Linked DNA regions of Bos taurus: region 1 is linked to region 2. The links are chromatin contacts, called in public Hi-C maps. All regions are on one chromosome and are shown on one strand. The core of a region is the stretch at or near the end of the contact, and the rest is flanking DNA. Distances in the headings are between cores, read along the strand shown.

The links. A called contact is a pair of places that touch in the nucleus more often than the background predicts.
Region 1: a Hi-C map of liver shows a contact between it and region 2, with 2.0 times the contacts expected there. The contact joins two enhancer-like sites. A contact is called at or near these places in 3 of 11 Hi-C or Micro-C datasets (liver, skeletal muscle and skin fibroblasts).

What each region holds. Positions count from the first base shown.
Region 1 is chr25:13,451,707-13,458,505 of ARS-UCD2.0, reverse strand. The region is part of intron 21 of PARN (poly(A)-specific ribonuclease); the gene reads left to right. Among named protein-coding and RNA genes, the nearest start is that of PARN, 87 kb to the left of the region's middle. Within about 2 kb of position 1,360, at least 11 of the 102 cell types and tissues checked have an H3K27ac peak or open chromatin away from gene starts, as enhancers often do. A contact at or near this core is called in liver, where this site is marked.
Region 2 is chr25:13,253,958-13,261,041 of ARS-UCD2.0, reverse strand. LOC100849865 (a long non-coding RNA gene) reads right to left here. Exons shown (of 6, transcript XR_009492839.1): 2 at 390-433. Among named protein-coding and RNA genes, the nearest start is that of MIR365-1, 3.9 kb to the right of the region's middle. Within about 2 kb of position 3,826, at least 3 of the 102 cell types and tissues checked have an H3K27ac peak or open chromatin away from gene starts, as enhancers often do. A contact at or near this core is called in liver, where this site is marked.

The DNA of each region.
Region 1 (6,799 bases), core at 111-2,610, 200 kb before region 2:
GGGCCAAAGTGCTGTCTGTATTCCTGGCACGACAAGACCAATGTGCCTTGTAGTGAGAGAAGCTGCATTCAGGCATGAGTTACAGTCCCTTATTGCTCAGTTCAGTAGTAGTGAGTCAGCAACATGTGTTAAATAAGGTATCTTTACACAGAAGTACACGAACGACAAGCGTGTGTGTTGATTGGCTCAAGAAAGCCCAAGGTTCACAGGGACCTGGCCCTGGTCTCCCCCAGGGAGCGGTGGCAGTGTTGGAGGATTCTTATGGAAACATGAGACTTGACTCTTTTCATCTCTGCCTTCTTTTCTCCTCCGCATGTTCCGTGCAGCACCCTTAGGGAAAAAGGATTTCTGGGCTGCCTACTTGTTTTTCAAGGAGAGCTGTGAGAGGTTTTGGTTCCTGCCTAACAGGAGCCCTGCCGCAGAGATGGGCTTGCTGCAGGGGGCCCAGCCTCACCAGTGGTGACCTGGGTGGTACCTGGCACAGGGACACCCTGAGTGCTGGGTCATTAGGTGGATGGACACCGAGGAGCTTCATGTAGTGAGCTGGGTTACCAGGAGCCATCTCCTCAGAGTATTGTGATTTTGGGCATTTGATCTTATGGCTGTATAGCTAAAGGATCGAGATTGTATGTTGGACATCTGTGCCTGTAATTCCTACAACTCTTGCATTTGACTTTTATTGAAGATGATTTGTCTTTCTTTTTTCTTTTTTCTGACACCGTAGTTCTGCAGATGAATCCTCTTGTGGATTTCCACCTCACTTTTTTTGTTGTGTGGTGAGGTTTGAGAAAACCTGGATGTGTGGTTCACCTTGCCAGCCTCTTCATATCTGCAGAATTTAGCTTGCATGTTGGTCCCTTTTAGAAGGGAAGGGGCCTGGGGTGGGAGAAGAGTAAAAGACTGTGGAAGACTCACTTAATCCCTTTGCTAGGTACTTAGAGAAAGTAACGTGCGGCAGATTTGGTTGAAAGGGGACTTGCTGTCCCATTACACAATCTTTCTGTTCGCCTCTGTACACAGAACACGGAGTCCGGTCTTCCCTGAGTGGAGCCCATAATTAAAGTGTCACTTGTAAGTCTTAGGCTCATCAGATCCCCGGACTCACTGAGCAGCTCTGACCGGCCGCGTGGCACGTGGGATGCCTTCACGGCTGAGCGGCCGTGCAGACAGGCGGCAGTGGGTGTGGTGGGCAGGCTGTGCCCCGACACACGCTCGGCTGGCACGTTGCTGCCTTCGCGTACCTGCCTGGGAGCTTGTTGCACACACAGCCACTCTTGACTTTTCTTGTGGGTGGGGTGTGTGCACCCTACCCGTCTGAGAGTGATGGATGCCCCGCCTCGCTGGCTGGGAGGATTTGTCCCTTCTGTGACCGCTGTGTTGACGGGACTGTATCAGTATTAAGTATTGAAACTGACAGGTCTTGGACAACTTCAGACATGGCTTCCTGCACTTCCCAGACACATCCTTATCTCGCAGATGGGTGGGGGTCATCTGTTTCACTTCTTGGCAGAGAATAGCCTTTATCCACTGGTGCATTTACTTCCTCATCTGTGGAGGGTCACATTTAGTAAGAGAGGCAAGGCATAGGAACTTAATCTGTGTGTTTTCCTGAGAGATCTTTCAATTGAAATTCCGCAGTGAGGTTACCTCCGAGTCTTCTGGATAACTTCAGACCAACAGAAACAAGGAACTACTTCATTTGCGACCCCCATGTGTGCATATGTGTTTTTTAAAGTAGTGCTAGTAGTGTTTGTCCTGAAAATATCTGTCATAGACTGTTTTTAAAAATCTGTTATTGTTTAAATTCTCCTCTTTCTCATGAAATTACTGAGAATTAATTGGAGGGACCTGCCTTCCTTGCCATAATGTGTACTGTGTTGGGCTGCATTTAAAGGAGAGATTCATTTTGATGTACGAATAAAGTAAGAGTTGCAGTTTTTACACATATGTATAAAATTCTGCTATGTTGTCTGGTAATAAAAAGATTTAATGGATCCGAATGAGGAAAGATACAGACAAACACCACAGGGCAGGATCGGAATGGCAGCGATGGTTATATTTTGTTGATGTTAACTCCTTAGAGAAATTTTTACAAGCAGTTGGTAGTCATTTTTAGTATTACTATGGAAACATTTTAATGGAATACTGTTTGGAAAATTATATGTAAGTGGAGATAAAATGTTTTCGGTAAAGTATTTTAGGTACATTTAAAGACTTTTCTCTAAATTTTTGTTAGATTTCTAATTTGAGTAAAGGGAACTTTATCCCTCCTAGGCTTTCCTGGTGGCTCAGTGGTGAAGAATCCACCTGCAATGCAGAAGTCACAGGATCCCTGGGTTGGGAAGATCCCCTCGAGGAGGAAATGGCAGCCATTATTCTTGCCTGGAGGATCCCCATGGACAGAGGAGTCTGGCAGGCTCCAGTCCATGGGGTCACAGAGAGTCGGACACGACTGAAGTGACTTAGCATGTACGCATCCCTCCTAGTCTAGTCCTTCCCCTACCTTGTAAATGCTTGCAAGCATTTTGAAAAGTGATTATGTTAGAGCTTGATCTTTGTCTCCTTGTCTTGGTAAATCGAATACTCCTAATGCCTCAATTTAGCAGCAGCAGTGAACAGCTGCCCCTTGGAGTCAAGATCTTTTTTCATAATTCATGTTTGGGACAGGAACGTGTAGCTGGTAATGAATCGTGATTCTCTAAACTGCTCGGGGTGGACCAGGAGTCTGATAATATACTAGTTTGTCTTCAAGCCTCAGCTCTTCTTTTAGAGCTTCCTTTCTGATAAGGAAAAACAAAACCAAACAGAGAATTCATAACTAGGCAGTTGCCTTGGGAAGACAACAGCTCATGAAATGTTTTCAGTGTGTTAGGCTAAGGAGAAAGAGAATTTAAATAAAACTCACAGGCTACAATCAGCCCCTGTGTTGCATCTGGGCTCCCTTGAATGACTTAGTCCTTTATCTCCCTAATCCTCGCATTGCTCCCTGGAGGCATGCAGACACAAGCAGGTTCCCTCTGGCCGTGCAGTTAGCTGTTTCTGTGTCTTTGATATTAAGTGGCACAATCATTCCACGTTCTTCAGAAATGTATAATTTTTCCTCAGTAGAGCTCACTCTCTACACATATACAATATTAACTTTAGGTTATTGGGAGGGCAGATTCTCTGTATTGAGAGGAAAGGGGCAAAAAGTGGAGATTATTGTTGCCTGCACCTCCATCCCCACCAGAGCATTTCTGGTTCTGTGACTTCACGTCAGGAAATGTGGTTAAGATCATGCTCGGTTGTTCAGTTGTGTCCTCCTCTTTGCAACCCCATGGCCTCTATCCATGGGATTCTCCTGGCAAGAATACTGGAGTGGGTTGCCATTTCCTCCTCCAGGGGATCTTTCCAGCCCAGGGACTGAACCCGTGTCTCTTGAGGCTCCTGAATTGGAAGGATAGTCCATGATATTTGTCAAGTGTTGCTCTGTGACCTGGTCACTTTTTACAAATATTCCAATTGTGTTTGAAAGGAAAGTGCAGTTTTCCAGTTGGGAAGTATGGGGTAGCATATGGGCAAATCAAGGTTGTAAATATGTGGTTCTGATCCTTTATTTTTTTACTCATTCTTTTCCTTTGCCTGATCTGTAAGTTTATAATTGACTTTTTTTTTTTTTTTTTTTTAAGGTCCTACTAGTGGTTTTGAAATTCTTGGCTTCTCCTTATGATTCTGTCAGTTTCTGGTTTGGAGCAAGTTAGTCCCATTGTTCTGATTAGTGGTTTGTTGTTTTTGCCCTGAACTCAGTTTTGTCTGATACAGCTTTATTAGACCAAAAGTTCCCTTTTTTAGTTAGTATTTGCTTCATATCTTTTCCAGCCTCGTAGTTTCAACCTTTTTGGGTTGCTTTAAATGTGTCTTTTTAAAAAATACATATTTATTTATTTGGCAAATTCCTGCAATTCTAGAAAAAAAATTAGAGGAATTTGACATAAGTGATAGCAATATGTGTCACTTATGTGGAATCTTTTATATATATATATATATGTAAATGAAATTATTTAAAAAACAAATGGACTCACAGACATAGGAATTTTATGGTTACCAAAAAGGGATAGTTGGCGGGGGGCAGGGGATATGGGGAGAGAGGGGGGAGAGAAAACAGAAGCCGGAGGGGGAAATTTACAGGAATTTGGTCTGTGGTATGTCAGGTGCTCTATTTTACTTTGTTTTCCATACAGAAAAGGGAATATTTAGGTTTGTCAGAGTGTGTTGTTACAGCAGCTTGATAGAACTGGAAAAGCAGTGGACATGGAAAGGATGTTCTGTCATATCTTTCACCTTCGTTAAGCCTGTTCAGGGAGCCAGACTAGGAAACCAGAGGGTAACCCACTGTGGCACCGTCACCAGACGGGGGCCCCAGATGGTGAGCCTAAAGGGATGTGGAGAGGGGCGAGGCTCCTGCAGTCCAGTCGTTGGTTTGGTAACGTTTTTTAATTGCAGAAAACTTTTAAAGATAGACAAGAAGACGGAAGGGTGTAATGAATCCTTCTGTGTGCTCACCCTGCGCCTCCAACCCCAGCCACCAGAACAGCCAGTCCTGTTTGAGGTCTGCCGATACTCACTGTTCCCCTTTATATTTTGAAGCAGATTCTAGACACCACATTGTATTCGTTAGTTTGTGTTTCAGTGTGTATCTCTCAAAGACAAATTTTTTAAAAAACAAAAATAACAAACAACCATGAGACTTCTCTCACGGTTCTTACGGTGCAGGTATGCTGCGCTCCCAGTGCAGAGGGCCAGGTTCAATCCAGGAGCTAGATCCCACACGCCACCACTAAGAGTGTGCATGCAGCAAATGAAGGTTGAAGATCATGGGTGCCGCAAGTATGGCCCAGAACAGCCAAATAAATAAACAAAACATTAAAAAAATACTATTATTGCTCTTAAAAAATTACATCTTTACTATCATCAAAAATTCACTGATTGTTAAAATTTCCAGTTATCTCACAAGTGTCGTGAGTTTTTCCATTTGAGTCAAGAGCCACACGAGGACCACACACTGATTGTTGAAATGTCTGTTAGGTCTTTTAATCTGTAGCTCTCTTTCTCTCACATATTGAAGAAACAGGGTCATTGGTCCTGTAGAGTTTCCTTCAGTTCTGATCTTACTGTGTCTCCTTGTGTTGTCTTATATATTCTCCTGTCCTCCTGTTGCCTGTAAATTACTTCTTAAATCTAGAGGCTTGACCCAAATAAGATTTGATTTGGCCAGGATGCAGGACCCCTTCATGGGTGCCATTGTGTTCTCCCGTCAGGAAGCCCATGATGTCTGGTGTGTCTCGTTTTGTGAGAGAGCTCATAAAACTGTTGTTAATGCTTAACCTAGATCCTTTATTTCATTAGAGATTGCAGTAGGGTGATTTTGTCATTTTAGCATTCCTGTTTCCTTTATTTGTTGGAATACATTTCTAAAGAGAAACTCACTTATCTCCAATGTGGTTTGCAGTTGATATAGGAAAAGCAGAATATGTGTTTGCTTCTTTCATTTATTGTTTTTTTTTTTTTTTTTTTTGTAAAGTGAGTTGATTTACTAGAATTGTCCATTTGTGACCAGTTAGCCATTTTGGTTTGGTGTCACAATGAACCCATGGGCCTAGTGGCACATAAACATCTCTAATGTGACCCACTCAGGTACAGTTTTGACCCTTATCTATGATCCGGTTCTCCCAGCTTCACAAGCGAGAGCCTCTGGCCAAGTCCTTCTGACCTGCCCTGCGCCACGACAGGGTGTTCCAGGCGCACCTGTACATGTTCTGCCCCAGGCCTGGGGTCAGCTCTCCTCTGAGGGGCGCTGGTTGTTCTTCATGGAAAATGCTGTTTCAGGACCACAATCTGGGTGCCAGCCTGCTTACTGGGCTGGGTTGGACATTGTTTGTGAGCCTTTACAATAGACAGAGCTAAGAAAAACATCTTTTTCTTTCAGATAAAAATACATCGTGAGTTTAAACTGGTATTTCTGATTCAGGACTGAAGTTTTTCACTTAACCTCTTTTGTCTTACATATATCTTCTTTTTCCTGTATACCGGGAGAATACCAGGAAGGGTGAAAATAGAGGATCATGTAATTATTCGTCTGTTTTATCTCATGATATATATACCCAGAAGTCTCAGAACAGCCAGCCAGTGCAGTCAGCACCAGTGTGAAGCAGAACAGTTCAGACTTTTTGCAGTTGTTTGGCTTGGGCTCTTCCCCAAGGGACGAGGGACACACAGTCTGATAGCTGTTCTAAAGCCTTTTCCATTAGTTTCTCTCTGAGTTTATGCTCCTAGTTGGATACACTTCAGGCTCATTTTTACATTTTGCAGTTCTTAGGGATCTCTTTTAAAAATATAATTATTTTGTAATGATTTAAAATATCGTCATGGTCCCAAAGTTGGTTTTAAAAAAGAAGGTATACTGTATTCAGAAAAGGCTAGTTTTAAGTAGTTTCCTCCACCCTGTTCTCTCCCTCCCCTTATAAGTAACAATTTTTAAAAGTGTGTTTTATCCTTCTTTTGTTTACTTTTCCTAAGATAAACAGATAAGTTAGACATATTTATATTCTATTTATTAGATAAATTGCAATCTGTATTTACTTTTTTTTCAGCTTTGCTTTTTTCATTTCACAAGATATCTGGGAGAGAGCATCACAGTCATATCACTATAATAGTACAGCGCACGGTTGGATTTTGCTTTGCTAGCCAATCTGAATTTTTTTCTTTTAATAGATGAGTTTAAGCCCATTTAAATTTGTTCATATAACCAATATGCTTGGCC
Region 2 (7,084 bases), core at 2,577-5,076:
TGTTTCCTCCCCAAACCCCCATCCCATCCCATGTTCCTCCCTTCCTCCATGTTGGCCTCAGTCTGTGCGGTCACTAGTAGCTCTGGATGCTGGTGAGTGGGTGGGAAAAGCAATCCTCTCCCCAGCTCTACTTAAAACAATCCTGCCTTGGCCCTGCTTAGGTTACGTGATCACACGTGGACCAAGCACTGCAGCCCAGCTCAGAAGTGGGCTGCTATGATTTTTCATATCGAGTCACGTGTCTACACTTGGACCCATTACTGTAGCTGAGGCTTCAGTGTTATATGCAGCCATCTTTGGCCATATTCCCACTGGGCATACTGTCTCTTACTCGGAGGGGTAGAAAATGCTGGCAGGAAAAAAAACCCAAAAAACCCAGAGCCACTTACCTCTTCCAGAGACTTCTCCTGGCTGTGCTGCTTCCATAGTCACTCTGAGGGGAAGATTGCCACAATTCTGAGTTAGGCCTTGCATTAAGATATGCTGTTTGTAAACCCCATATTTGCAAGGATTTACTCAGACCTGGTGTTGTAATTGTTTCCTGCCATTGTTGCTATATTATTTTAATCAAATATAAAGTGTTTTCTTCCTCTTTGGTTTATGATTTCCTCTCCTGTCCCTAAGTAGGAACTGTGTCTGTCTTGTTGGTTACAGCTCATGCCCCATACTTAGCCTCTTAATTTATAGTTCAGTTCAGTCGCTCAGTCGTGTCCGACTCTTTGCAACCCCATGGACTGCAGCACACCAGGCTTCCCTGTCTGTCACCAACTCCCAGAGCTGGCTCAATCTCATGTCCATCAAGTTGGTGATGCCATCCAACCATCTCATCCTCTGTTGTCCCCTTCTCCTCCTGCCTTCAATCTTTCCCAGCATCAGGGTCTTTTCTAATGAGTCAGTTCTTTGCATCAGGTGGCCAAAGTATTGGAGTTTCAGCTTCAGCATCAGTCCTTCCAATGAATATTCAGGACTGATTTCCTTTAGGATTGACTGGTTAGATCTCCTTGCTGTCCAAGGGACTCTCAAGAGTCTTCTCCAACACCACAGTTCAAAAGCATCAATTCTTCAGCGCTCAGCTTTCTTTATGGTCCAACTCTCACACCCATACATGACTACTGGAAAAACCATAGCTTTGACTAGACGGATCTTTGTTGGCAAAGTGATGTCTCTGCTTTTTAATGTGCTGTCTAGGTTGATCATTGCTTTTCTTCCAAGAAGCAAGCATCTTTTAATTTCATGGCTGCATCACCATCTGCAGTGATTTTGGAGCCCCCCAAATTTATAATTTATAGTAATATAGTAAGTACTCAGATAATTGGGCTTCCCTGGTGGCTCAGTGATAAAGAATCTGCCTGCTAATAGAGGAGATGCAGGTTCAATCCCTGGATTGGGAAGATCCTGTGGAAAAGGAAATGGCAACCCACTCCAGTGTTCTTGCCTGGGAAATCCCATGGACAGAGGAGCCTGGTAGGCTACAGTCCATGGGGATCACAAGAGTCAGACAGGACTGAGTGACTGAAGTGTTAGTGTTAGTCACTCAGTCGTATCCGACTCTTTGTGACCCCAATGACTAAACAACAGCTTAAGAAATTGAATGAATGGACATTCACGCATTCATTGAACATCCCACAGAGAACAGGAGGAGCTGCCAGGTCCGTATCTGTTCTCTCCTCAGGGATGCGCGCCCCCCTGCCCCCTGCCCCCGGCCCCCCGCCGCCTGCCGCCTTCTCAGTCATGTTGCATTCCCCTTCATGACAAAGTTCTGTTAAAGCCATGTTGGTGTGATTCTGCCATGAAAAAGAATGATGTTCTGATATGGCTGCAGCATGGACGAACCCTGAGAACATAATGCTGAGTGAAAGAAGCCGGTCACAGAGGGTCACCTTCCGTATGAAATATGTATTTCCTTTGTATGAAAGACCCAGAACAGGTGAATCTATAGAGACGAAGAGGAGATTAGCGATTGTTTAGGAGTGGGGGATGGGGGAGGGGGTTAGAAGATTCGGTGGGAGTGGTGGGCTGTTAAAGGGGACAGGGTTTTCTTTTTGAAGTGATGAAAATGTTTTAAAATTGATTGTGTTGACTGTCGCACAACTCTGTGAACATACGCAAAGCCATTTGGGGGGTGTACTATTTGAAATGGTTGAATTATGTGGTAAATGAATTCTATCTCAATAAAGCTGTTGGGGAAAAAAGTCATGTCTCCCTGCCCAACCCCTTCTCCTGTCAGGAATCCACAGGCTCCAGCCTCCTGCCTTTGGGAAACCTCTCTCCTCCACCCTCTCTCTGCACACACACGCGTGCACACACACTCTTCCCATCTCCCCTTCTCGTTACCTTCTTCTGCCTTAAAACATTTTCCCTCCTGTTGCCATTCTTGCCAACTCCAGAGAAATGCCTTCTCCAAAGAGAAGTTCCTTCCACAGCCAAAGTGCCCCATTGAGGTATTTTCCTAAAACTCTTTTAACACTTTCCTCTTTAAGTTACTCACTTAACAGCTATTAAAATTACAGTTTTAAAGTCCCCATGGCGATCGATCATGGCAGTCACTAGTAAGTCCTAATAGTTGTAAATTCCAAGAGCTTCATAATCCCAAGGAAAGAGAGGCCAACTGACCCTCTCCCAAGGCCCAGCGGGCTCTGTTCTGAGACATGACTGAGTCGCCTCACAGGTAGGGAGAGACGGTGAGGAAGAATGTGGCCAGGGCCAGGTGCTTCCTAACTGGAAGGCAGGTGTTAGGGTCTGGAACGCGGAGGGGAGGTGAACTATACAGTCTGTGGGGCCAAAATCACCCTACTTCCTGATTTTGTAAATAAAGTTTTATTGGAACACGCAGCCAGGACCACTCATTTACTTAATGCTTCTGGCTGTTTTCTTGTTACAACAGCAGAGTGGAGTAGCTCTGACAAGGGATTGTATGACCTGTAAAGTCTAAAATATTTAGTATCTGGCCCTTTCCAGAAGAAGTTTGCTGACGCCTGATCTGGAAGGTTCCAGCTTGAACTCTGGCTCATCACACACTGGGTGTGTGACCTTGGACAAGTCAGTTCCTCTCTCTAAGCTTGCTGCTTCATCAGGAAGCCAGAGGCAGTAACAGTGCCTCCCGATATGTTGCTCGTGCAACAAGACTTCATACATGTGAAGAGTTTAGCTCATATAAAACACTCAGTGTATGCTGGCAGTTACGATATTATTTAGAAATGAGACCAGTAACTTCTACTTCATATGCCGATTATCTGAAGCGATAGAGATCGAGCCTGTGAAAACAGCTCGCCCAAAACACATTAATTATTGTTGTAAATCTCTTAAAGGATTTTCAGATGATTCTTTGCTTGTTAGTAAAACTAAGTTGTTTTTTTTTTTTTTTTTTAAGGGAGCAAATTTGGAACTGTAAGAATGTAGAAAAACTCTAATTTCTGAGGAAAAGAGGAACTTGAACCCCCCCCCCAAATCCAAACTCTCATTTAGCAGTCCAGGAAACTGTACCCCCTGATCCTTGGCTGGGACTTGAACCTGCCCAGAATTACAATATTCTTTTGGCTGAGATGGTATCTTCTCCAATAACTGGTGCTCAGGGATCCAGGCCTATGTTTTCTTTAAACAGTTGTGTTGCCTCTGAAGTCCCCACCAGAGCCTGTTTTAGGTTTTTCTGGCCATACCACGTGGCATGTAGGATCTTAATTCCTGAATCAGAGATGGAACCCACCTGCAGTGGGAGCATGGAGTCTTAACTGCTGGACTGCCAGGGAAGTCCCAGAACCTGTTTAAACAGTAATCTGCTGCAAGGCATTGGCATTCAGGTTTGCCGCCTGGGGAGGGAAGAGACCTTTGCCTCCACACCCTTCAGGGGACTGTCCAGAAGCCAGGGCAGGATGGCCACCACTTTGACCTGCTTTCTTGGTAGTGTCATTTAAATCTGTTTTAGTTCAGGAGATCCAGCGGCCTGCCATTCATTTGCTTCATTTCACAATTATTAACTGAGCAGCTAGTACATGCCAGGCCCTGGGGATTCAGCAATGAATGATTCACCCCCTGCCCTGGGCAGCTGCCCCGCCTTCCTTCTAATGGGGACACCAGACAATCAAACAAAAACTAGGGCAATTTGGCCCCACAGTAAGTCCTGTATGCACCCCAGGATTTCAGTCCCACACTAAACACTGTAATGATGAACTGGAAAACTGTTCTGGACCATCCATCTATGAGAGATTGATGGTAGGAGTTAAGAGGGCCGGCTTTGGAGGAAGTCAGATCTGGGCAAGACTGGCTTTGTAATTTGCAAAACGAAAACGTGAACCCCTTGTTCCCAAAATTATTCAGAATTTCAATGACAAGAGTGGAGCATTGAACCAGCAGGGCCCACACTGTGAAGCCGACCCCACACCCAGGGTCAGACTGCTTTAAGCTGGACACAGATGTGTCCACGTGGATATGTCCACGTGGACACATCTCTTCACCTGCCTGAGCTTCCGTGTCCTCATCTGAACAAAGAGATGCTAAGGCCTACCTGAGGCTGGTGCGGCTAGAGAGAAGAGGCAGGCAAAGCTCTGAGTGGGGGAGAGTGGGCTCAACAGCATCATGGCTGCTCTCAGCCTGCAGTGATGGCCTCATGTCATCTGTGAGGACAGGGAGTGTTTATGATGCTTAGTTAGTAGACAGTGGCTGAGACTTAGCAGACGGTCAATGCCAGGCGACTGTCTTTAGTTCTTTACGGATATTCATTTCATCCTCCATGCAGCCCTGCTCTGTAGGTACCATTATAGAGACAGAAATTCAGGCCCAAAGAGAAGAAATTTGGTTTGGGTTTCACACCCATCAGTGGAAAAATCCAGATTCAAATCAGGGACACCTGGCCCCCCAGGTCTGTGTTCTCAACTGACCTATGTGTTCCGGGAGTCGTCACATCCCTGACACATACACGTGCACACACACACATGTACACATGCCCCTTCCCTGAGATGCTGACGTGAAGCGGACTGTGTGGAACTGTCCCCACCATGTGGGATTCTTTCTCTCTTTACTTGCTCTTTTGATTTTGCCGTACCACTCAACCGGGAGCCCTAGGAGGGCAGGCGCCGTCTTGCTTCCCACGGCATCCCTGGCACCGGGGACCATGCCAAGCACACAGTAGGCCCTCAGGAGGCATGCACCAGTGGAGGCAGCAGGAAGCAGGCATCCAACCAGAGCACTCTGATGCAGAATCAATAGCAGCAGTTCCAGGAACCTCAAGACTGTGGGCTAAAGAACATGTCTGGGTTGGGGGAGATCTCATGGCTAGAAGAACCATCTCACACCCTGCTGGCTTCTCTCACTTGGGGTTCTCCCACTGGGGCAGGGGTGGGTAAGAGGCATTCACAGGGAATCCCTGGGGCCCAGCCCCCAGCCCCCAGCCCAGCAGGCAGAAGGGCGAGGGCACAGGTTGTGCTCTGGCAGCTGGGCCCCAGCTGTCCGCCAGCCTCTCAGTGCCCGCCCCAGCTGGCCAGCCGGGCCCCGATGCCACCCCCCACCCCATGACACAGCAGAAAGTGAAACCAGACCCGCCCCTGCTGGCTGGGACCCAGTGCCCGCTGTTTCCCCATCCCAGGGGGTGGGCGGGGAGAGGATGGCCGGGCCAGGCAGCAGCCTGTCCAAGGAGTGCCCCTCCAGGCCAAGGGTGCCGCTGTGCCCCTGCCCATCCCAGGGTCACTGGTGCCCACCACCTTCTGAGCTGTGCCCTGTTTGTGAGCCACCAGAGCTCCCCAACTGAGTTCTGGATCTTCACACTGCTCTAGGCGGGGTGGCTAACTATTCTCCCCATTTCACAGAGAAAACTGAGGCTCAGAGAGGTGCCCTCGCCAGGAAAGAGGGCACTGGGGTAGCAAGATCCTAAAATAAGAGACCAATCAGAGCTATGGGTGGGTGTAGGGGCAGAGATCCGAAGCGTCTCACTGGTGTTGGCACGCAGGGCAGGAGTTGGCGGGGGGAGACTCGTGGCACCCAGGTTGTCACAGGTGGAGCCCACCACAGGGTGGAAGTGGCATACCAACTCCACAGGTGCGGAAAATCCCTAAGACAAATTCTGAAGAAGTGGACTATGGGGACATCCTAGGTGGCCCAGTGGTTACGACTCCGAGCGCTCACTGCCGAGAGCCCGGGTTCAATTCCTAATCTGGGAGCTAAGATCCCACAAGCCAGGAACAAAAGAAAAAGCATATGAAACTTTACAAAGGATCATCTCGAGTCCTGCCCCATTCTGCCACCTGTACTTGCCTTTGCTTGAATGTTTCCTTGCAAGCAACTCATCCTCTTTATCTTACATGCTTACTGTGCTTGGTCGCTCAGTCATGTCCAACTCTTTGTGACCCCATGGGTGTAGCCCACCAGGCTCCTCTGTCCATGGGGATTCTCCAGGCAAGAAATTGATGTAAAAAGAAAAAAGTCCTCCTCCCCGGAACCCTAAACTGAAAGCCAACCGCTTGCCACAGTAAAAATCAGCTGTACGAAAGAAATACCTGTTCGAATAATTTACATCTCTAGCCAGGAACCACTTAAAATCCTGTGCCTATCAGACTTGAGAAACTTCTATCCCAGAACGTGGGTTTCCTGTGAGAGGCAATGGAAGTCCATAGAGGCTGAGTCACTTGCCTAGGGGGGGAGACACACTGCAAGAGCTGCAGAGCTGGGGCTGCCTGATTCCAGGATTGCAGAAACCTGTGCGTATGTCGGACCGCAGTCCTGCTCCTGTCTGAGTTGTCTCTGCGTGCACGGCGGGTATTAGTATCAGCACAGACAGCTTCCATGTGTAATGCCTGTCCCCACTTTCCCAGCGCCTTCTGAGCCTATCACTTGAACTCACGATAACACGGCAGATACAAGTGAGAACTCTTTCAGGCTGAAGCACGGGGGTGGTGGTCCCTCCCTTGCCAGGGTAGGAAACCGAGGCAGAGGGTGGGAAAGTGGGCTGATTCGGGGAAGCCGGTGAGCCAGTCATGACTGTCCAGGGCTTCTGCCAAGGTGAGGAGCCCAGAGGCCCTGCTGGAAGGCCCAGGCTAAATGTGAACCAGCCTCGTCAAACAGGTAACACTTGTTTCTTCCCCACCTCCCCCGCCAC